Regions from separate parts of the Mus musculus genome. Here region 2 is linked to region 1. A link is a contact called in public HiChIP or PLAC-seq data. All regions are on one chromosome and are shown on one strand. The core of a region is the stretch at or near the end of the contact, and the rest is flanking DNA. Distances in the headings are between cores, read along the strand shown. Region 1 has its middle 17 kb from the start of Mroh5. Region 2 has its middle 7.5 kb from the start of Gm32355.

What was found. HiChIP or PLAC-seq counts read pairs in DNA pulled down with a chosen protein or histone mark.
Region 2: an H3K27ac HiChIP or PLAC-seq map of SST interneurons shows a contact between it and region 1, with 5 times the contacts expected there. The contact joins two enhancer-like sites. A contact is called at or near these places in 17 of 484 Hi-C or Micro-C datasets (brain, cerebral cortex, cortical neurons and 9 more), 8 of 115 datasets of contacts at active chromatin or transcription factors (PVALB interneurons, SST interneurons, embryonic basal ganglia and 5 more) and 1 of 9 other capture datasets (embryonic stem cells).

Annotation. Positions count from the first base shown.
Region 1 is chr15:73,855,729-73,858,428 of GRCm38.p6, reverse strand. No RefSeq gene overlaps it. Among named protein-coding and RNA genes, the nearest start is that of Mroh5, 17 kb to the right of the region's middle. Within about 2 kb of position 1,403, at least 12 of the 459 cell types and tissues checked have an H3K27ac peak or open chromatin away from gene starts, as enhancers often do. A contact at or near this core is called in SST interneurons, cerebral cortex, cortical neurons and 1 more, where this site is marked.
Region 2 is chr15:73,981,180-73,983,879 of GRCm38.p6, reverse strand. No RefSeq gene overlaps it. Among named protein-coding and RNA genes, the nearest start is that of Gm32355, 7.5 kb to the left of the region's middle. Within about 2 kb of position 1,304, at least 35 of the 459 cell types and tissues checked have an H3K27ac peak or open chromatin away from gene starts, as enhancers often do. A contact at or near this core is called in SST interneurons, cerebral cortex, cortical neurons and 1 more, where this site is marked.

The DNA of each region.
Region 1 (2,700 bases), core at 154-2,653:
TTGGTCCTATCGCATCAATTGGCAGTCAGGAAAATGTCCCACAGATGTGTGCAGAAGCCATCCTGATGGGGTGAACTCCCCAACAGAGATCCCCTCTTCCCAGATGTGTCTGGATTTGTGTCACGCTGACAAGAACGGAGACAGGTTGATTCTACATAATGTGGTGTTGACCCTTGTCCTCCCATTTCGGGGGGGGTGGGGGTGAGCAGCAGCTTTTGGTCAGGGCAGAACCAAAGGACAGAGCTTATGTGCCGTCTCCTCCTGGAAACACAAATAGCACAGCAGTGCTTTCACCTAGAAAAGAGGCCTGGGAGGAGGAAAGCCCGTGCCCAATGCCTCGCTCGCTTCCTTCCACCCACAGAGGAATCAAGCTGCCCGCTCCCCATCCCACAGCACGAGGCTTTGAGGGATTTCCACACAGTGCGCTGTGCTATGAGGCTAGGGTTTTCACTGGAAACCTGGGACAGAAGAACCAAGGGATGTGGGTACACCTGAGCAGGTCTGATTGCTACGCTCCTCAGACCCAGCCATCCGGGGCTAACACTGGGTGCCGAAGACGCTGCCCTGGGCTGGGCAGGAAAAGCTCTAGCACAGGCTGGGGCCAGGAGACGGGCGCTTCCTCCCTGATCCTCATTTTGCTCCCTTTCATGGCATATTTCCGCCTCCATTTCGTTAATTACTCTCCACTCAGCCTCATTCTTTCCTTCATTCAAGAAGGGGAACAGCACACTGGAGTCTCTTTGGAGGAGGAAACTCTTTGAGATGGCGCATCTGTTCCCTGTATGGGGGCGGCAGGGTGGGGGCAGCGCCTCAGAACTCCACTCTCTGTCCTTGTCCCTTCTCCACATGGCTTCTAGCCTACTACCCAGGCCCCAGAACTGTGTAACCCAAAGGTGGTGTGGTGCGGTCGTTTCAGGCTGGCAGGTGGGATGGGATGTCTCCTCTGGCGGAAGATGAAGGGAATCGGGTTAAAGAGGCCACAGCTAGCCAGCAGACCCACCAAGCTCTGAGCACCAGATGTAAGTAAGTAAGTTACCACAGGGGTTGGGAACTGAAGCTGGAGCGCTGTGTTCAGTGTTCAGCCAACCCCGGGGCATTCTTCTGTTTACCACAGGACAAAGGAGATCAGGTTGTACACTCACATGCCTGGCCAGCAGCCACCAGGCACTTCGGTATGCTACGTGGGGAGCAGACTGGGCACTCTGTCACTGAGACTCTCAAAGGAATATACAGTCCGGCAGGGGAAGAAAATAAAAATCACAGCCACGCCCCAAGAAGAGGCGGCATCACAGAACAGGGACCCCCAGGACCCAGACACAAAGCTAGGAAAAGATCTCTAGCGTGCACAGCCTTTAGTCAGGCCAGGAACCCCTTGGCAAAGACCACTCAAGGCAGCCCCTGAAGGCACGACACCTCACCTCCCACCGAGCCTCAGACCTCCGGACACACTGCTGAATGCCAGAGCACTTAGGATGATTTATTAATCTGACAGGAGCTTTTTGAGATCTTAATGTGGTGCTTAGAACCTATTTAACTGGGCAACCAAAAAAACCCCAACACCGGGCAAAAGTAGATCACGTGTGTTGGGCCTTCCAGGCCCTGGCTGTCACTCCCCCTCGGTGTGCTCTGTGGCCCTCATTTAAAACAAGTGTCCAGTGTACTGAAGAAGGCGTCACTGTGGGCTGGGGCAGGGGGTGGATAAAGGGTCTGTACATCTGTGATTAGACTGAAAGAGGAATGGTCAAGGTAATTAATTGTTGTTGGTTTTTTTTAAACTTCAAAAAAAATTAAGTTTCCCATCAGCTCCCACACGCCTGCGTAAATCCTATCTGCTTATGTAAATAATGCGACCAGTGATAACATTAATTAGAAGAATAAGGCTTGTGCTCACCCAACTGCAGATAGCAGGTAGTTGGGGAGAGGATTAATTCCTATTTTAATTAGAAATGTATGTTTTCGGCAGCTTGGCCTCCAGCACAGAAAAGTGTCCATGTCCGGGGACAAACTCTGGTTCCTTCCAAATGTGGTGACTTCCTAAAGGACACTGGGGGACATCTACTTCCAAATGGCATCCCTTGCCAGCACGGCGCTGACTAATAACAAAGGAAGGATAAAGGCAGTCTAGTGTGAGGGGCCACGGGGCCTTTGCACGGGCAGCTCTTCAACAAGTCTGCCTACACTTATTCCATCTGCAGCAGTTACCCCAGGTTGCTCAGAGGGCTGCGGTGCAGGGCAGCCCTGTGATGGAGGAGCCACAAGGGAGAACCAACCATGAGGGGTGACATTTGCTTCTTAATGCACCCAACACGGGAAGGTGCCACAGGGGCGAGACTGGATATAATGGAGCAAATAACAGCATAGACCCCCTGCCCTACAGGGTTTGGAGTCAAGGATGCTTCTCTGTGCTCCTTATGCCGCGCTCACAAATGAAGAAGAGACCAAGTGATCCCTACATGCCCTGCGTCTACAGCACCATGCTGGTGTGAGCGCTGGACTGGGGCTTTGGTGCTGATGTTGCAGGAATGGGTGATGAGCCTGGGTGCCTAGGAGGGGTAGGGCTTGTTTCTGTTTGAGTCTGCAATCATACAGAAGGTTAAAGGACACTGCCCAGTGGACAGTGATGGTCAGGCAGAGAATGCCTCTCCCCTGACCACTCCCTAGGGGGAGGTTAAGCAAGGAGGTTCCCATACCTAGAGAAGG
Region 2 (2,700 bases), core at 55-2,554, 130 kb before region 1:
CAGCCCGTGGTCACCAGGCCCTGTTGCTTTGGGTCTATGGCAGCAGAGTATATCATGGTGGCAGAGAAGGCCTGTTCACCCCTCAGAGCAAGGAAGCTGAGAGAGGGGGTAGGTTCCCCATACTTTTCTTCAAGGGGGCACCAATGACTTAACTTCCTACCACCAGGCCCCACCTCTTAAAGACTCCACCCTCCAATGTCCCTGGCTATGATTAAGTTAGTATATGGGCCTTTGGGGAACATTCCCGACATAACCGTTGCCCATGGGTTTACAGAGAAGAGGTAAAGCCCTGGGGTGCAGAAAGCTCTGTCCTGTGTAAGCTGGAAGGATGAAGAGGGACTAGCAGCTGCAGGCTTGCTCATGAGTATGTCTGTGTGGATGCATCTGTGTGTCTCTCTGTACCCCTAAGTGTACCTATGTGAAAGAGGAGGCCACAGAGGCAGGTGGTGACCCTAAGACAATGACCTAGACTCAGCCTGTTCTGGGACAGTAATTTCCTAGAGTTCATGTGCAGGTGAGATGGTCTCAGGACCTTCCCACCACAGGGCTGGGACAATGTTGTGTGTGTCTGAGATCATGTCATTCTTTCACGGAATACTCAAATTCAGACCCATTTTGTTCCAGGCCTGAGGCCAGCCAGCCAAGGATCTGAAGAGATGGCTCTGGAACCTTGGCCTCCATATCTTACCTCTGTCTCTTCCTCTGTCCTTTGGCCATATTGGCTGGGCCTCCCCATCAGGTCTGTATCCCCAGCCATGACCTTCACAGAAGACCAACAAAATATGTTCCCTTGAGAAAACCCTATAATCATAATTCCCTTAAGATCCATACAGAAATTCCTATGTAGCTTCCCAGAAAGAGCTGTCCATTTCTTTAGCAGGTGTACTGTGATCATGTGCTTAGCAAACAGATACTGAACCCAAAGTCAATACCTACTTCACTTCAGGCCAGTAGCCTCAGACACACCCAGGAATCAGGCCTGGAAGGACCCTAGGTTATCTCCTCCCCTGAGTTCTACTTGGCCTTGTTCACGTGCACACTGCTCCACAGTGACAGCTTGTGATCCTCAGCCTTACTCTAAGGCAAAAAAAGAGCCCTATGCTGAGCTAGTGTGCACCCCAGCCTGGCACATAGTAGGTACTCAATAAAGGAAGGTAGGGAGACAGGCAGGGTAGGGGGAGGTAGAGAGAAGAGAGAGGTCTCCAGTGGTTTTCTCGGAAGCAGCCTTCCCCCTCTCTCCCTCCCCTCTGCCCCCACCCCCGGTTGGCTGGGCTCCCTTGTCCTGAGTCAGCACGCCTGTGCATGTGCCTGTGTGGCCGTGGGTGGTGGCAGTGGGCTGGGACATTCTCATGCCAAGCAGGCTCTGCGCGCGCTGTCCTCGCCGCCTGCACAGTTCTCTCGTTGCTGCGTCTGAAAATGTCAACTTCTTATCTCGCCAGAATTTTTCCTGACTTGGAGAATTCAATAAAGAAGCTGAGTAACACTTAAAATAATAATGAAGCCCGGGGTTGCTGCAACTCCCGGCTGGCTCTGCGGCCAGGCTGCCTTGCCGCCATGATCAATCTTCATTTTCACACCGGGTGCCAGACAGCTCTGCAGGGTGGGGCTGGCCGGAAGCCCTGGGGAATTCACAGGCCACCAGGATGCCCGGGCACTCACCTGCTACTCTGAGCAGCGGGAGAGAGAGGCCATGCTGAACCTAACCTCCCTCACACACCAAGTCACTCCACATCGCAGTACCCCATCACTTACTACACCTGCTTCCCTGTGCCTGGACCCGTGCTGTTCCGTCCACCCAGTGCTAGCATCAAGGAAACTCCTATCTACTCCTCAAAACCCAGCTCAGGGTTCAGATAAGCCTCACTAGTTCTGTAGCCTTTGGACAGAGCAGTGTGCTCAGAGGGGTTTGTGGGTTGGAACCCCTCGGCTGCTTTCCTCTATTTTTGCCACCATGTGTTAACTAGCTAAGCACACTGCAATAGGTATGCAGAGACAAGAGGCTCGCCCAGGATCCAGAGATGCAGCAGCTGAATCCAGAAATAGCTGGGACTGTCTGCTACTACCCAGAAGCCCTTTCGGCCTGAGAGTGCCTAGCTGATAGATGAAGAGACTGGAAACCAGAAGGGAGAGAGAGAGAGAGAGAGAGAGAGAGAGAGAGAGAGAGAGAGAGAGAGAGAGAGAGAGAGAGAGAGAGAAAGAGAGAGCTGCATCCTGACAGAGGCAGCCCTGAACTGGAAGGCCCAGATATCACTATGGGGACGAGGCATGTGAGCTCTGGGTCCTGGCTGCCCTGTGAACTTGGTCGAGTTCACTGACACTGGAGGAGGCCCACTGTGTTCACCTGTGAGATCAGACCATGGTTGTCCAATCAGCAGGGTATATGGCTGGCCCATGCCCACAATGGAGGCCTATGTGAGAGCCAATCAACCTTGCTTGTTGCTCGGGGCTCTCCAGTCCTTCCTCAGTCCCTCAAGGGCCTCGCTGTTTGGTTTGAATCTACTCCAATTTGTCAACAGCTTTCTTTACAGGGGCTCTTACCGAATGTCTGCAAATTGACTCCTAGGCTAATGAGAACCAATTAATCTTCCCTCCTCCCTCCAACCCCGGCCAGCATCAGCCTAGCCCATCTCTCACTGCTCTCTTCTCTAGGCACAGAGCAAGGCCAGGACGAAAAGATCCAGCCTAGAGCAGCCACAGGCC